Linked DNA regions of Anser cygnoides: region 2 is linked to region 1. The links are chromatin contacts, called in public Hi-C maps. All regions are on one chromosome and are shown on one strand. The core of a region is the stretch at or near the end of the contact, and the rest is flanking DNA. Distances in the headings are between cores, read along the strand shown. Region 1 overlaps ARHGEF26 (Rho guanine nucleotide exchange factor 26). Region 2 overlaps LOC106043562 (a long non-coding RNA gene).

What was found. A called contact is a pair of places that touch in the nucleus more often than the background predicts.
Region 2: a Hi-C map of liver shows a contact between it and region 1, with 2.4 times the contacts expected there. The contact joins two enhancer-like sites. A contact is called at or near these places in 4 of 7 Hi-C or Micro-C datasets (fetal liver, granulosa cells and liver).

Annotation. Positions count from the first base shown.
Region 1 is chr9:26,082,517-26,087,609 of Taihu_goose_T2T_genome, forward strand. It overlaps ARHGEF26 (Rho guanine nucleotide exchange factor 26), which reads right to left. Exons shown (of 14, transcript XM_013193056.3): 11 at 4,983-5,093; 12 at 79-146. Among named protein-coding and RNA genes, the nearest start is that of DHX36, 26 kb to the left of the region's middle. Within about 2 kb of position 1,980, at least 1 of the 3 cell types and tissues checked has open chromatin away from gene starts, as enhancers often do.
Region 2 is chr9:26,144,637-26,149,748 of Taihu_goose_T2T_genome, forward strand. It overlaps LOC106043562 (a long non-coding RNA gene), which reads right to left. Exons shown (of 8, transcript XR_010833684.1): 7 at 4,215-4,336; 8 at 2,453-2,706. Among named protein-coding and RNA genes, the nearest start is that of ARHGEF26, 18 kb to the left of the region's middle. Within about 2 kb of position 3,470, at least 1 of the 3 cell types and tissues checked has open chromatin away from gene starts, as enhancers often do.

The sequences.
Region 1 (5,093 bases), core at 730-3,229:
TTGCTCAAATCCCCGCTAAGGGGCAGTGCACTTCTATTCTCCTGTCAGTGCTCAAAAATCTCAGTACTTGCAACTTACTTGTTCTGTCTGTTTTCTGCCCATCTCTGTCTTGCCCAAGCACCGTAATCCAGCGAGCTCTTTCACTCCTGCAAACAGCAAAGAAAAAAATTCAGTTTCCCAACTCATGCTCTTGAAAAATGATCAAGACTACTCCCTTTTCACGATTCTGTATTTAAATTCTTCCTCTTATTGCGAAAGAAAAACTGAACAAGTAACCTCCTTTCTCCTCCTTTCAAAATACAGCCAGAAGGTGTGATACTACTTCTTGTAAAAGCATTCTTCAAGCACTGTTAAACATTTTAAGCATGTTAGAGTAGAAAAAAATGCCTATACACACATGGTTCTTACTGGCATCACATCGTACGTACCCTTATTTTGTTTTTTAAGTAATGCAGGTAAACTTTTACTAGTGTCTGCGACTAATACTTACGACTAATTAAACAAATAACCCACTTGAATTTTCTTTTTCAAAATTTTGTTTTTGTCTTTAGATAACTTGAGTTTTTAACTAAAAATAGTATCATCTGTCTTCTGCATTTGTCTATTTTTTTGAAACTCTGAAACCAGTGCTAAACTTGTGTTTCAACCACAGTAAGAAAACATATAGAATTTTGCACAAGCTTAATTTTGTTCTTATTTTTAGAAACATGTTATTTACAGATTCGTATTTTCCCTTAACCAGTCTTGATAAGAAAATTACATTTCCTTTCAGGCAACTCTGAAAAAATGGGATAATGCCAGACTGGCTTCCTGTCTAAATACACGTTTCTTCATAAATCCATGTACACCATATATTTTGTGAAAACAAAACAAATTTGCTCCCACTGAAGTCACCTTCTCCCAGCAGGCACTGTTAGAGCATATGAAAAATCCCGTCCAGAAACCACTGCTTTCAGCCAGACTAGGAAAGCCTTTATGTATGTCCCTCTGCAACTTTCCATGTATTTTTCAAGAGAATCGATGTTACTTGTGTAAACAGACAGAGTGGGAAACAAATACAAAAAGATGCCAGCACCAGTGGATAATCTAATGCTAAATGACCGTGTCATTTAACCCTCCGCCTCCAGCAGCAGGCACAATTACAGCTGTCCCGGAGCGAGGACAGTGGGAACAGGCCTCTGCTGCGCTGGAAATCGGAGTCAACGCAAACATTTCGCTTCCACCTGTGCATCGCCCCGTTCAGCGAGTGCTCTGAAGTGTCCAGCTGCCTCCTCCTGCCGCTGCCCTCCCCATCGCGCTCGCCTAAAGTTACAAGAAATCTGGGATTTTCTGTACCCTGAGCGCACAACACACGGTAACGCTCTATAAAAAGAGTTTTCACATCAAGGAGGTATTGTCAGAGATTCTTTCCCTTGAAAGACAATCTGCTGGACTGCTATTTATATTACAAACCTTATATAGGCAAGCAGTAATCTTTTGTAGAACAAAATGTCTTTTTATAAAAAGCCCAGACAACTAAAAATGCGCTTCATTTTTTTCCCAATAAAAACGCATTTCCAAGCAAGTCTGAATCATCTGCTTACTTTATAGTAAGATCTTTAATAGGGATCATTAACGATCTATAGTTTCTTTCAGAGTTATTCTAAACTTTGAAAGCAAACCTAAAACCGTAAGTTTTTCCAGGCTGGGATGCGTCTGGAGCGTTCTGTTTCATGTCCTCTGTCCCGCCCCCAGCCCCCGCGGAACAGATCCCATCTTTCACTTCTGTGAAGGGCTGTGTGCAAGTTAATGGCACCACAGAGCAGCGATGGCCTCTCCGAGACTCGCACCCCAAAGAACAAGACGCCGCTTGTTGCCCTTTTCTAAAGCGGAGCACTCCAGCACTGCCCCAGGAGAACAAGGACCACCTCTATCCGGCACAGCTCCCCAGCTTCCCCGCGGCCATGCCAAACTCCTCCTCCATCCCATCCTGCAGTTTCCGCTCCCGCACCGTCCGACCGCTGTGGTACAGGGCTCACAAAGCTGCCCCGGGACAGCACCGTTCAGCATTGGACCCAACGCACTCAGTTCAGCGTTTGCTGTGCCGCGGGATCCCCTGTGCCCATGTCCCCCAGCTAATCCTGCACCCTACGCACGGAGTGCTTGTTAGAAATGCCCTGCTGCTAAAATAACTAGCAGGACAAGGTACTTCAAAGCAGCAAGGAAGAAACCAGTGCAGAAAAAATACCAGAGCAATCCTTGATGAATCTCTGCAGTCCGATTATCCCAGGTCGTCTTGTCAAGATAAATGCTAAGAGAATCTCCCTAACTACACCGTAAAGGCAACATTTGCCTCGTGCTACGCTGCGTTACGCGTAGGTTCACCTGCAGTTATCCCGCGTGCCCGGGATGAGATGGGAGCACTGTTACACAGCCAAAGCTGCCTGCAACTTCTGCCAGGAATGCAAAAACCTGCAGTTCTTAGTGACGAGCACTGGTCTGGGAGGTCGGTAATGGTCTGAACCACCGGTAAGACAGCTACATACCTAAGCGCACTACAGAATGCAGGTGTACGGACTGCTTGCAGCTACAGGACACTCGTTGCTCTCCAGTTTACTTTAGGCACTTACCCCCTGGCCCCATTGATTATTTGAGAGAAGTTCTCTGCTAACAGGCAAGCGAGGCAGAAAACCCACATCTCAACTTCCAGCTCTCAGAAGAAAATATTAGAGAAGTATTTGACCTAACACGTACTTACGCTACAGCAACCAGCAGCGATAATTCAGCGCCATTTGTAGTTCAAGTGGAAGCAGAGCCACGGAGCATCCCGAGTTGGAAGGGACCCACAGGGGTCACCGAGTCCAGCTCCTGGTCCACACAGGATCACCCAAAGCCCCAACCACACGTCTCAGAGCGTTGCTGTATTTGTAGTATTTGGGTAACTAACCTTCATTGTCCACAGTCGTCTTTGGGCTCTCAACAATGATCCAGAGACTTAGAGAGGCTCAAATGAAACTGATCCAGAAACTGAGCACTTCACAATTTAAACTCGGAGTGTATGCAGGCAACGGAGGTCAGAAACGTTACGCAGAGAAGTTGAGGTATGCCATACAAAAGTCACGTAGCTACAGAGGCATTGTGATGCTTAATAAAGACAGCACCTTAACACCAAGAGTGCCCAAGACCCAGTGCTGTACCAGGCAGGGGGCAGCCAGAGACCCTCCACAAGCTCCAAAGACAGCAGGGCCCTGAGGGGCTGTGCCTGGGAGCCTCTGAGCCTCGCACAGGAAAAATGCATCCAGGGCAAGGTGAAAGGTTAATGGCAGCTACGTTGCTTACTCTGTTTTTAAAGTAATTTTAAACTGCATTACCCGCCACTAAAGCCTGAGGTCATCCTACTGTAAGAAGCAAATAGAACAATAATTAACTTTCACTAGATTTGGCTTAATTAGAATGAGCTAATTATCTTGATGCTAAGTGAGGACTGCAAATGAAAGCAGTGACAGCTTATAGTCTGCCCTTTGCTGGAATCAAAATGGTTGCATTTTAAGCTCAGTTTGGAAAACACCACCTTTATTTTTGCACATACAAGCTTCTCCCCACGCTCCCCCCTCCAATCCCCCGTAAATCCCTGTCCTGCAGTCCTGGCATGTTTGCCTCACCAATAACAACCAGAAGGGATTCAGAAATCCAGCATTATTATTATCTTCAGCCTGGATTACCCTTCAGATACTCTGCTGTCTTCAGCAACATTACACTGACTTACAGTCTTTCCCTCTGATGAAAACCCCCTCCAACTAAAATGCAACAAAAAGTCCTCACTGTTTAGGAATGGTCATGTCAGTTCTCCTTTTTTTTTTTTTTTTTTTTTCAAAAATAAGAAGTCTTAAACCTAAGATTTTTGGTTCCTGTTTATGAGAAACATTTTTATGCAAAGCTATCACAGATAATCTTTCAACACCTTGAAGCAATGCATGACTGTAGCTCACTGTGCCTTGCACCAACACGGACTCCCTCTGCATTATCTCAATGTATTTTTTTAGTTCCTTTTTTTGTTCCTTACTGCCACCAGCTTTGTACTTAGCCATTTGGCTGCAGGTTTGGAAGAGGCAGCAAAATGTTTGCAGAAAGTCAGATGTGGCTTTGTGATGAGAACTCTATTTCAGACCACACCGAACTACATACAAGTGAAGCTTTGTCATTTCTCCTTTCTATTCTACCCTCTAATGGGCTCTCAATTTACTTATCACTAATGGTATTAAAGTAACTCACTGCAAAGCACAGCCACGCCATTACTCACTGCCTAGGGAACTGGCAGTCTCTGAGGCAGAGGCACAGTTAATTCTTGGTCTGAAGACCTAAAACAACAGCACCTAGCAACAGATACTTCAGTTTACATAATTTTAGCATGTGTACTCAATTTGCTATTATCCCTACAACATGACATCAAAAAAAGAGAATGACAGTAACATGACATGGATTTAAAACCACTGAGCCTGCTCATGACAAGATTATCCATGAGAAAACGAACCAGGTTTGGAGAGGCTCTATTTTATTCCAGTAAATATTTATTCCTCTATCTAGGATCTTATACAAGCTGCACATTCTCCTTCTCCGCCAACCATTAAAAAACAGAAAGGCTTGTCACCGTTACCTTGCCTAGCTTTGGAAGTGCACACTTAATGGAATAAAAACAGTGCAAATCACAACAGTCAGCAGGTGGAACAACAAACTCTCCAGCGCTGCTGAACAGGACACCAGTGTGGCCCGTGACAAATACAGGGTCATTTCTGATGTAACCCTTCCCTGGTCACTGCTGATCAGATATCATACAGACTGCCTGCTTGTGAACTCTACTGTACTGTTTTGTTTCATCTTGTTTTAAGCTTTGCAAACAAAGAGAAGCTGGGCATTTCATACTGCCATGCTTGGGAGCTGGGAGAGCAACAACAACCTGAGACGATCAGGTGGAAAAATTACAGAAGTTATAACTATTTACTTACGGAGTGTCTGTTCCCAAGAGCATCTCCACCTTCTCTCCTGCGTGGTTACTGAGGACTGCCAATCTGAAGGGGTACACCGTAGCGCTCTGCCGGGAGTACAGCATAGCTGAA
Region 2 (5,112 bases), core at 2,220-4,719, 64 kb after region 1:
GTGTAGCTATACAGAATTTGCAAAGTGGCTTGGGAGAACTAAGAGGTTCACAAAGTGCAGCTGAACCACAAACAAGCATCCGAACTGCAATTTCTTTTGCAGTGTAAAATATCTCTTACCTAATATTTCTTTCACATAGATGTTGAAAGACTTAAATTTTGTACATATTTCCAACAGCACTGATGATGTTGTTGGCTTTACCAAACATGATGGGGGCTGAGAACACGCCAGCCCAAGGAGAGGTGGAGGTGCTGCACGCCGCAGAGGGGGGGCCGAATGCTGCACAGGGGCACAAAAGTGGCAAGAGGGGGACTGAAGGACGTGCATCCACAGCTCCATGGGTAGAATTGAAGGTGTTTGTATTTTGAGAAAATCCTCTCCTAGAAATCATTAATGCACAGTATTATGAAATTTGGCACACACCAACTTGCACAGTACACATTTTCATTCATTTTGCTCCATATGGTGAGGTTATTAATCTATCGATGCAAATAATTCACAGATCACTCAATCACACGTACTTCCTTACCTGCCCCTTTCCCTTGCACATAAAAGAAGAAGCAGATGCTTACAGAAAATAGTAAAGGATTAAGTTTTGTTCTCATTTACTTCCACGCAAGTTCTCTGGCTGTGTTCTTTTCAAATCTGCATACAGCTCAGCAATAACCAAAAACCACATCCTTATTCAGACTAAATTACTGCTGACCCCAATCCTATTTAAATTCTGCCTGCATAAAATAGAGCTGCTGCTAAGACATCTAGCTGATAATCTCTATTGGACATTAACTAATAGTTATTTTCATTTACAGATGTGAATAATATACATTGTATTTTGCCAATCTTATTACTCCAGAATTAATGCTGTATATTTGAAGGAGACAAATGAAAACAATGCTTTAGACAGTGATTTATATGCAGTTGCAAGCAATCATCAAACCGGCAATTAAATCACTGGCAAAAATCAGTTTGTAAAAGAGAAACTTGTTTAAACAGAGTCGACGAGCAATGTGTATTATCTGCAAACATATCAACTGACCCTGAGATCCAGACGCTGCTTTTTCTCATATTGCCGTTGACTCCTGAGAAGCTGCTACTGCACGCTGTCCTTATCTGCTAGAGCCTTCTGTCTTGCATTCCTCCCTGATATTCCGTCTTAATTCCTACCACTGAGAACACATGCAGGAACAGCCTTTTTTTCTGATCTTCACTTTGCATACCACAGTATAATCAACCATTCACTGCTTGCTCTGGTGCCGTACCGCTGACTTCTTGAAGAACGCACCCAGGTAGGCCCTGATACAAAATCAGCTGCTCCTTCAGATTTATCCTTCAGCAACATTCAGTCTGAGGTTCTGGGACTTTTCAGCTTGCTCCGCTCACTATGACTGCTGCGAAGAGCAGCCAGCCTCAGCAGAGTGCTTTAGACACAAGCCCTGTTAAGCGACAGGTACACTTACAGCTTAGGGTGCCTTTAATACAAGAATGGAAGGAGCAAACAAATGATGGACAGTTTACATGAATCTCTGGAGAACAGTACTCTGAGATTTACATGTCAGACTCCACTTAAGGCGTAATTCCTTTGGTAGTCACTGCAATCCTTCGAGCTGTGATGAACACATCTGGTATTAATAAGAACCATAATGTAATTAAATAGGAGTCCCACTGCTGTCAACTGCAGCTCATGAAAGTAACCAAAAATAGTTATTTATAAGAACACTAGGTCATAAAGAGAGCATTTGAGAATCTGTAACAGAGAAATCTGCACAGTCGGTCACTACAGGCATCTCTGTTCCCGCGAGGATGAGCACGCAGCTGTGTAAAAGGCAGCGTGCGTTAGCTAGGAAGGGAGCCAGTGTGGGACTGCTAGCCACCAGGCTACTCCTGCTCTGGCACCGATGTCTGTGAATTAAATCTTTCTGCCCACACAGAAACCATGTGTGCAGAATGGAGTTTGTGCTGTTAAATATATACAGACAGCCCACACATGTATATTATATGTATGTATACAAATATGTATACAGACATCCTTACCCAGGAAATTTGATGAGGGTAACATTACTGCAAAAGAGTTTATAGGTATCAAATCGAGTGAAAGAAATAATAGTGTATGAGTTATGTGATCAGCCATATATCACAAGTGATCAATATTATAAAATTGCTATGCAAAAAAAAACAAAGGCAGAAAGATCTAAATTTAAATACGAAAATAAATCAAGATCCTAAACTTGTTCAGCTTAGTGGAAAGACTTACAGCTTCTCATTGACTTAAGCAATTTCTGAGTCTGGCACATAAGGTTATTCCAATTATGCAAACACTATCCAGAAGTCAAGGCTGACTTATTACATGCAGAAAGAAGGGGTTATATTTGCAAAGAACATTCATTAATGAATATCCATATGGCATGTTTATACAAATGTATAAATGGGTTATAAAGAACACAGTATTCTAGTCTAAGGATGAAAAGACAGTTTTATTCTCTATTTGTATATTTTGTTATGTGATTATTACATTAGTTATAATGAGCAACATAAGCTATGGAATTACTGCCTTAATACTACAGGTTAAGAACCAAGAAAACTTTTGTCCAGATACTAGGTCAGATACAAACTTCTCATGAAGACTGGAGCAATGCATGTGCAGGCCAGCAAGTTCTTCTGCAAGCATGTACGTATTTCTAGATCCACATTCTTCGTCTCTTTCTGTGCCTGCTTCCCACAGAGATCAAAACAGAGTATGAGAAAGTGATTGTGACCATTTAATGTTAACACGTGCAAGTTTGTTTTATATGTGATTGACATACACACTGTTCGTTATACAAAAAAGCAGGCAAAGTAGCCATTTGGTACTAAATGGAACCACAAAACCAGCAACAGAATTTCAAAAGAGCAAGCAACTTTGAGGAAGCCTTAGAAATAAGTCTGTAAGAGAAGCTGGTTTATATACAACCACATTTAAGAATTTTTTTCTCCCCTGCAAATTAGCTAGCTTTTCTTATTCAATTTTGCACAATTGTATGTGGGAAACACCCTTTACAGCAAATAGGAAGAACAACTTAAAACTGCCAGGATAACGCTTCCTGTCAACTGTTGCCTTCCCTCAGTTTGTCACCAAATGGAATTTTTAGCATCTATCAATCTTTGGAGCATATTAAAACTTGGCATGCTGGGTTACCCACAGATCTTGCTGTTCAGAGCGGCAGCCGAGAGACCCTCACGTGTTGAATACAACCCCAGGAGCACACGGCGCCTGCCCTCTGTGCTGCCCGTCTGAGCTCAGCGTGCTCCACCTCAGGCTGCAGAACAGTCTGATTTGCCTTGTGCCTGGAGAGAGTTCAACTCAGGGCCAGAGGAGAAATCGTTTTAAATATTAAAAGGGAGAGGAAATAAAAAAAGGAAAAAATTCTCAAGAGGGCAGATCCTAGAAATCCTGAAGTGTGAAGTCTGAGACTCGGCAGGCAGCCAAGAACCACAGTGCGTGGAGGAGATGACACGGGGCTTGCAAGGAATTGGCAGGCAGTCGTGATGGGAGATGCCAACACACAAAGTGAGTGAATTGAGTCAGAACTCATAAAAGGAGATGTAAGAAAGAAAACCCAGCTCAAGGGGAGAATGAGAAATAGGAGACATGATCCAGGACTTGCAGCTTAAAAAACATCGGACAAAAATAACTGAAAAACCTAATTCACCAGATTCAGTCTGGTATATGGCAGAGAAAGGCAACAAAGAGATGGGGCACAAAGAAAAGCACTTACACAGAACTCAGATAAAGCAAGAGTCCAGAGACAGCAGCTGAATCAAAGTCCTGAATTCTTTCTGGGCAGGGCACTTTGCAAACTGCAGGTTTCTATTATTGCTTCTCTCTCTTTATCTTCAGCCTTTGCTTATGCAAAAAGCAAGTCAAGGCTGCAGGCTCTGACTGGAGGTGTTGCAAGGGAGGAGACAGATTTAACAAGAATGCATTCCTTTTATAAAATTCTGTTGGCTTCATTGGAGACTTCAGACAAACATGCAAGTTTAGACTTCACATTAAAGCTCTGTTGCACATGACTCTTCCAGCTAGCCACAGCTTTATTTCTGTCTCTACCTGCTTGCCCTGAGATTAAGAAATAAAGACTGCCTGCCTAGAAAAAGCAGAGTTCTTGTTTCAAGAGAGTTTTACATATAAAAAACCTGTGCCATTTGTTTTGTAATCTACCAGCATCTTCAGCTCTTACCTCTGGCTGCAGCACCAACATGCTATCGGTGTTTGTGGGGCGTGCACTTCACCTGACATCTGAGCAGCTCCTAGTGAGGTCACCTTCCTTCCTTCAGGCTCCGACCTTTGATCCTCTGCAATCTGACATCATTAGACAAGGATAGCATGCCGAGTCTTTGCCTCACGCAATTTCTTTATTATTTCTGCTTACTTAGTTTGATTTACCACAACTAATATAGGCAGTGTGACTCCCAGATCTAGGCTGTACAATGCATGGATGCATATGCACATACACAACAAACACCAATACACAAGTCAATTATAATACCAATAATTTCACTAACTGCTCCCTTCACACTCATTTTCCCTTTTGATAAAAAGTTTTTTTTGTTTGTTTGTTTTTTTACCATCAATATCATAAAAAAAAAACCATTCTTGAATTCTTTGAAACATTCTCTAAGAGCAAACAGAGCAGATAATGATGAGTGGGTGGGTGTGCAGCAGGAGGGTGGGCTGCCTCTGGGTTTCGGAAATCTCTTATCTCAATGAGCACACACCTGAGTGTGACAGAACAAGAAAAGCAAGACCACGTAGGTGGGTGTCAGGCTGCTAAACTCTAGAGGCCAGAGATAACACCTCCCCCAGTGTCAGGAGGCAGCTGGATGCCTGCCTGCCGCTGCGCCCACCCCACGCCCACCCTGCAAACCACCAGCTCTGGGCCAGCCCACCTTATGTGGTGATGGGGTTTTAAAATTATGAAAAAGCCCCTTGGGTTCCCCATCCTCGCTGGGCCATCCGTGCTATTGCCCCTGTCCCCACCAGGCTCACCTCGAGAACTGGGTGCCGCCGGGCCCAGCGGAGCAGCGCACACGGCAGCCCGCGGGAAGGCCTGAAGCGGGGCTGCTGCAGGCCCCGAG